2 separate regions of the Oryctolagus cuniculus genome follow, and region 2 is linked to region 1. The links are chromatin contacts, called in public Hi-C maps. All regions are on one chromosome and are shown on one strand. Each heading gives the region's core, a stretch centred on a gene start, on an enhancer-like site or on the middle of the called end of the contact. The rest is flanking DNA. Distances are from core to core; before and after follow the strand shown. Region 1 has its middle 38 kb from the start of GLRX. Region 2 holds the start of ELL2 (elongation factor for RNA polymerase II 2).

What was found. Hi-C and Micro-C count contacts between places; a contact is called where the count stands out from the background.
Region 2: a contact with region 1 is called in a Hi-C map of an unstated tissue, with 4 times the contacts expected there. The contact joins the promoter of ELL2 here to the enhancer-like site in region 1. A contact is called at or near these places in 3 of 6 Hi-C or Micro-C datasets (ear pinna, psoas muscle and an unstated tissue).

Annotation. Positions count from the first base shown.
Region 1 is chr14:18,443,608-18,446,216 of mOryCun1.1, reverse strand. No RefSeq gene overlaps it. Among named protein-coding and RNA genes, the nearest start is that of GLRX, 38 kb to the right of the region's middle. Within about 2 kb of position 1,311, at least 1 of the 8 cell types and tissues checked has an H3K27ac peak or open chromatin away from gene starts, as enhancers often do.
Region 2 is chr14:18,540,112-18,542,720 of mOryCun1.1, reverse strand. It overlaps ELL2 (elongation factor for RNA polymerase II 2), which reads left to right and starts at 1,305. Exons shown (of 12, transcript XM_002713941.5): 1 at 1,305-1,644. The coding sequence starts at 1,498.

The sequences.
Region 1 (2,609 bases), core at 62-2,561:
GCTGTGCTACAGCGGGTTAAGCCACGGCCTGTGGGGCTGGCTTCCATATGGGTGCCGGTTCGAGTCCTGGCTGCTCCACTTCCAATCCAGCTCCCTGCTGATGCACCTGGGAAAGCAGTGGAAGACGGCCCGCGGGCTTGGGTTCCTGCCACTCCTGTGGGAGACCTGGATGAAGCTCCTGGCTCCTGGCTTCAGCCTCACCAGCCCCAATTGCTGTGGCCATTTGAGGAGTGAACCAGCAGATGGAAGATCTGTGTATGTGTGTTTGCGTGCGTATGTCTCCTTCTATCTTTCAAATAAATCTTTTTTTAAAAAAATTTTTTTAAAAAAATGAGGGGCAGTCATGTGGAGGTAGGAACAGGTTGGGGATGGAAAATACCAAGGAAGCTGTTAACTGATTTCTACTCCTCTCTCAGGCCTGGTTCATGAATTCACCTTAGATACACACGCACGGGAAATAACACCCAGGGTTCGGCCTGCACAGGAAAAACCATGCAGGGTTCGGTACCACACGAGGCTGTGGGCCCTGCGGGGACCCTTGGAGCACCCCCTGGCGTAAGGGGGGACCGCCACTTAAGACCGCCCTATTTAGGGGGTAGATGACTAATGCCCCATACTGTAGATCCGTCCCACCTGGGCTCCCTACAGTGATCAGGGAAACAGGCGGTTCCCCGGGGGACCGAGGCCCGGCCAGGGAGAGCCTAGCGCAGCCTGGCAGAAGGCGGCCTGGGCCGGGCCGCGGGAGGACAGGATGCCCAGACCGCGGCGGGGGACGGGCACACGTGGACTCACAACGCCGGGCACAAGCGCTTTGTCTTCCATCGTGCACTGACGCCAGAGCCCCACCGCCTCTGACAAAGGCCCTCGTCAGTCAGCGCTGTGTGTCACCGCGGGCGCCGGCCACGCCGCAGCCAGGAGCGGGCAGACCCACGTCCCCAGCGGTGCGGCCACCGCAGCCTCAGGCCGGCGCGGACGCAGCGCCACCTGCTGGACGCGTGGCCTGGCGCGGCTCGCACGGACCTAACCGCCTCTGCGCGCTGGTGGCTTCGCGGCGACAGCCAGGCTCAGCCGCTAGGAGAGCAAACAGCCAGGCAGGAATAAGTAACCCTGCGTCCAAACCGGACCTCCAGGCAGCCCGCCGTTCCGACCTCACGGTGGAACGCGGCCTGTGCAGGAAGAGGTGTGTGCGTGCATGAGCGTGCATGCGTGTGCACCAGTGTGCATGGGTGTGCTGGAAAGGGGGCGCCGTGGGCACCTTTGCTGGCTGGATTTATCAGGCATTCTGCAGCTAACAGACTTCCACTAAGTGCACCCGTCCATTAGGTGCTGTCTCTTCTGCACGAGTGGGTGGAGCAGTCTCAGCCCACTGAGTGGCCAGGACCCTGGCTGTCCTGGCAGATGACTCAAGGTCCAGCCACCCAAGGCTTTTCCAGGGCCTCAGCCCACACGGAAACAAAGAGCGTCCCAGTCCACGCGGGGCCCTGGCCGGCAGCACGGAGGGGATGATGAGGTGTCAGCCAGCCAGCCGCAGGGGAGGAGGACTTGGGAAACTCAGACCAACTGGAGAGATGTGGTCACGGCCGAGGACGTGACCTAAAGCCACAGCCCTGAAGTAGGAAGCCTGAACAAGAAAAGCCAAGGTGTTCAGCCAAAGGCCTCGCTGTTTGGACAACGGAGAAGTCAGCTGACAGTGCCAGGAACACCAGGGCCCAAGAGGCTGGCTGTTCTGTATTTTCCTGGCTACGGAATCACGAAGACGACCGTATAATAAAATCCACAGTATCCAACAGGCCGAGGGCTCTGCTTCTGCTTTCGCAGGTAGTTCTTGCAGCTGGGCTGGATGGCACAGCTGTAAGAGTAGCCTTGCTTTGCAGGTAAGGACATTGAGGCTCAGAGCCGGTAAGTCATCTGCCCAAGGTCGCACAGCTTGGAAGGGTTAGAAGGAAGACTTGGGCCGGCGCCGCGGCTCACTAGGCTAATCCTCCGCCTAGTGGCGCTGGTACACCGGGTTCTAGTCCCGGTCGGGGCGCCGGATTCTGTCCCGGTTGCCCCTCTTCCAGGCCAGCTCTCTGCTGTGGCCCAGGAGTGCAGTGGAGGATGGCCCAAGTGCTTGGGCCCTGCACCCCATGGGAGACCAGGAGAAGCACCTGGCTCCTGGCTTCGGATCAGCGCAGTGCGCCGGCCGCAGCGCACCGGCCACGGCGGCCATTGGAGGGTGAACCAATGGCAAAGGAAGACCTTTCTCTCTGTCTCTCTTTCTCACTAGCCACTCTGCCTGTCAAAAAAAAAAAAAAAAAAAAAGGAAGACTCAATGCCAGCCCTCCGTGGCATGCTTCCGGTGCTTGCTGCTTCCTGTGTCCACACCACCTTGACCCCTGAGTGTGGAAGCCAGGCTGTAAGGCCAGCTTGCCTCTGCGTGGTTTGCAGCCAGGAAGGCAACGTGGGGAATAGTCGGGACAAATAGTTCTGGGTCAGAGGTCAGGGGACAGGCAGCACAGACTCTGAGACCCTAAAACAAACCAACTTCTCACAGCAGCTCTCGGCCGTGCGGGGCCCACAGGGGGGGCTGGGCTGGCTGTCGCTGAGTGTGTCCCCACCTGCTCCTGGGC
Region 2 (2,609 bases), core at 56-2,555, 97 kb before region 1:
TTAACACTAAAGGAAACTAAATTAACAAGTGTTAACCATGTCTTCACAGCCAGCCTATTCAGGCGCGCTGACATGAAGTCAGTTTACAAACTTCTCCTGTGATGTCACCAACACTTAATACAGGTCTTCCATATAATCCGTACTCTACAAAGAGAATTCGTTCTGAAATTCATGCCATCACATACAACCTTGCCCGAGGGTCTCAATGGAAAGGGCGTGAACCTATAGGGGAAAAAGGTTTATTCAGGTGTGTAGGGCGGCGGACTCACGGGGGAAAAAAAAAGTCACAGCCTAATCCTATTAAAAAGGATGGGAAATACTGATTAGATATCTAAAAAATTGTTCCTGGGGAACCGAGTAAAAAGCACCTCAAATTTCTGCTTTTCTCTGGTGTTTCTGACCACGCGACGGGGAGCCTGCCTGTCAGGCCGACCACCGACGCCCCCTCACGGAGCCCAGCACGGCCCTGCCACCTCCGCTTCCCCTCAGGAGGCAGGCCTCACGCACCTAACAAAGCCGGCCCAAGGACAAGGAGATGGGTTAGGTCAAGGCCGGTTCTGCCCTTCGGAAGGCGTCACCACCCTAACCTAGGGCGCCTCTCCCTACGCCATCAGGGCGGCGGGCTGCCGCCTCCCGGGGTCACTTAGCAGAGACCTCGAAGTTCGGTCCTCGCTGAGCCTGGGTCCGCCTCTTGAAAAAGACATTCCCCCAGGCGCACGGCTCTGTCCCTGAGACTCAACCCAGCACAACCCCCAAAGGCCAGGCTGCACTCACTCCCGTCAAGTTCAGGGGGCCGTGAGGAAAGCGGGGGTCCTCGCAGGCCCACCTGCTCCACCGCAGTCCTCAACTGGGTTTTGAGAATCCCGCCCTCCCGCACCCCGTTTCGACTCCTACTGCGTCCTCCTCACGCACACACACCCCCAAGCTCCCGCGGGCTTCCCGAGCCGTCGAAGGACAACGCCCCGACGTGGTCCCCGTCACGTCCTCGCACCCCGACTCTCCCCGGCCATCGCCCCGGGGGCGGGGCTCCGACTCTAGGAAACCAGACCAGGCAACCCAGGCACCCAGCGAGCCGGGGATCCCCACGCCAGCCTGGCCAATCGCGGCTGGCGAACCAAGGCGACCAGACGTGACGTCAAACGTGATTAAGTTGGCGCGTCACCCCGACGTCAGCCTCTCTGCCCTCGGACGTCCCGTCCCGGGAGCAAAACTCCGGCGACTTTGGGCCCCGCCCCTGTGAGAGCGGAAGGCAGCCAATGAGGACGCCGCGGAGCGGAGCGGAGCCAATGAGGAGAGGGCGGGGCGGGGCGCGAGGCCGGAGGGTGGGGCGGGCGGCGGCAGTGGCAGCCCCAGGTCTGGCTGAGCGCAGTATATGACAGTACGTCAGCAGCGGGATGGCCGTAGCTGTGGCGGCGGCTGCAGGAGCCCGAGCAGCCGCGGCCGCAGTGGAGGCTAAAGCCCGAGCGGCGTCGGCGGCGGCACCCCGGGGAGTTTAAGATGGCGGCGGGGGGGGCGGCGGGCCTGCGGGAGGAGCAGCGTTACGGACTGTCGTGCGGGCGGCTGGGGCAGGACCACATCACCGTCCTCCATGTGAAGCTCACGGAGACAGCGCTCCGGGCGCTCGAGACTTACCAGAGCCACAAGGTGAGCTGGTCGACCGGGCGGGCTCGGGGTGGGCACCCTCGCCTCCCGCCGCGCCTCCTCAGACTCGAGGCACCAGCGCGGGGTGTCCCGGAGCCTGGCTCTCCGCTGCCGCCGTCAGCGCCCGCGGCGGGCGGGCGGCCGGGCCGGGCAGGGCAGGGCAGGGCCGGGCAGGGTCGCTGACGCCGCGGTCCCAGGCCGGCCGGGCGCTGAGGCGTTCCGAGGAGGGCGAGCGGACGGGCGGCCCCTGGCGGCGGGGCCGAGGCCGCCGCAGCCCTGGCTCGGCTGCGCCGCCGCTGCGGGACTTTCCGACGGCGATCGCGGATTTCCTAGCTGGTTGGGTCCCAAGGAGAGAGAGAGAGAGGGAGACTGGGGCGAGTAAGGGAGCGGGCCTGAGGCGCGGCGTGCCGATCAAGAGCCGGGAGGACCCGTGGGCACGAGCTGCCCGCGATTTCGTGCTAACATATGGGCCCGGTGGACCCGCATAGCCGCGGATCCCGGCGCTCTGCGAATGGGGCTGGGACACGATTGGAACTCCCAGGGACTTGGGGACACGCGAGCACTCCGGGGCGCTTCCCTTAATGGGGGCACACGATGTGCTCGTGGAGGTGGGACCGGCACTCCGGGTACTGGGGATGGGGGGTTGGGGTGCACTCGGGTGCCCTTGCCCTGGCCTGGACGGAGGACGGGCACGCACCTTGCATTCTCGGGGGACACAGGCGCCTCGCGTTCCCCGAGACACCCTGCGCCCCGGACCGCCGCCGCCTTCCCGGGAAAGACCCGGGCACTCAGGCAGGGGCTCAGGGTGCCGGGGAGAGAACATCGCGGAAGCTGGCTGTCCCGGGAGACGCCTTGCGCGGGGGCTGAGTCGCCGAGCCCAGGTGCGGTGCGGGGAAGAAACGCTGCATCCTGGGCTAAGACTCGCTGACTGGAGCCTCTCCGCTCTCCGCGCTCCGGAGAGACCCGCG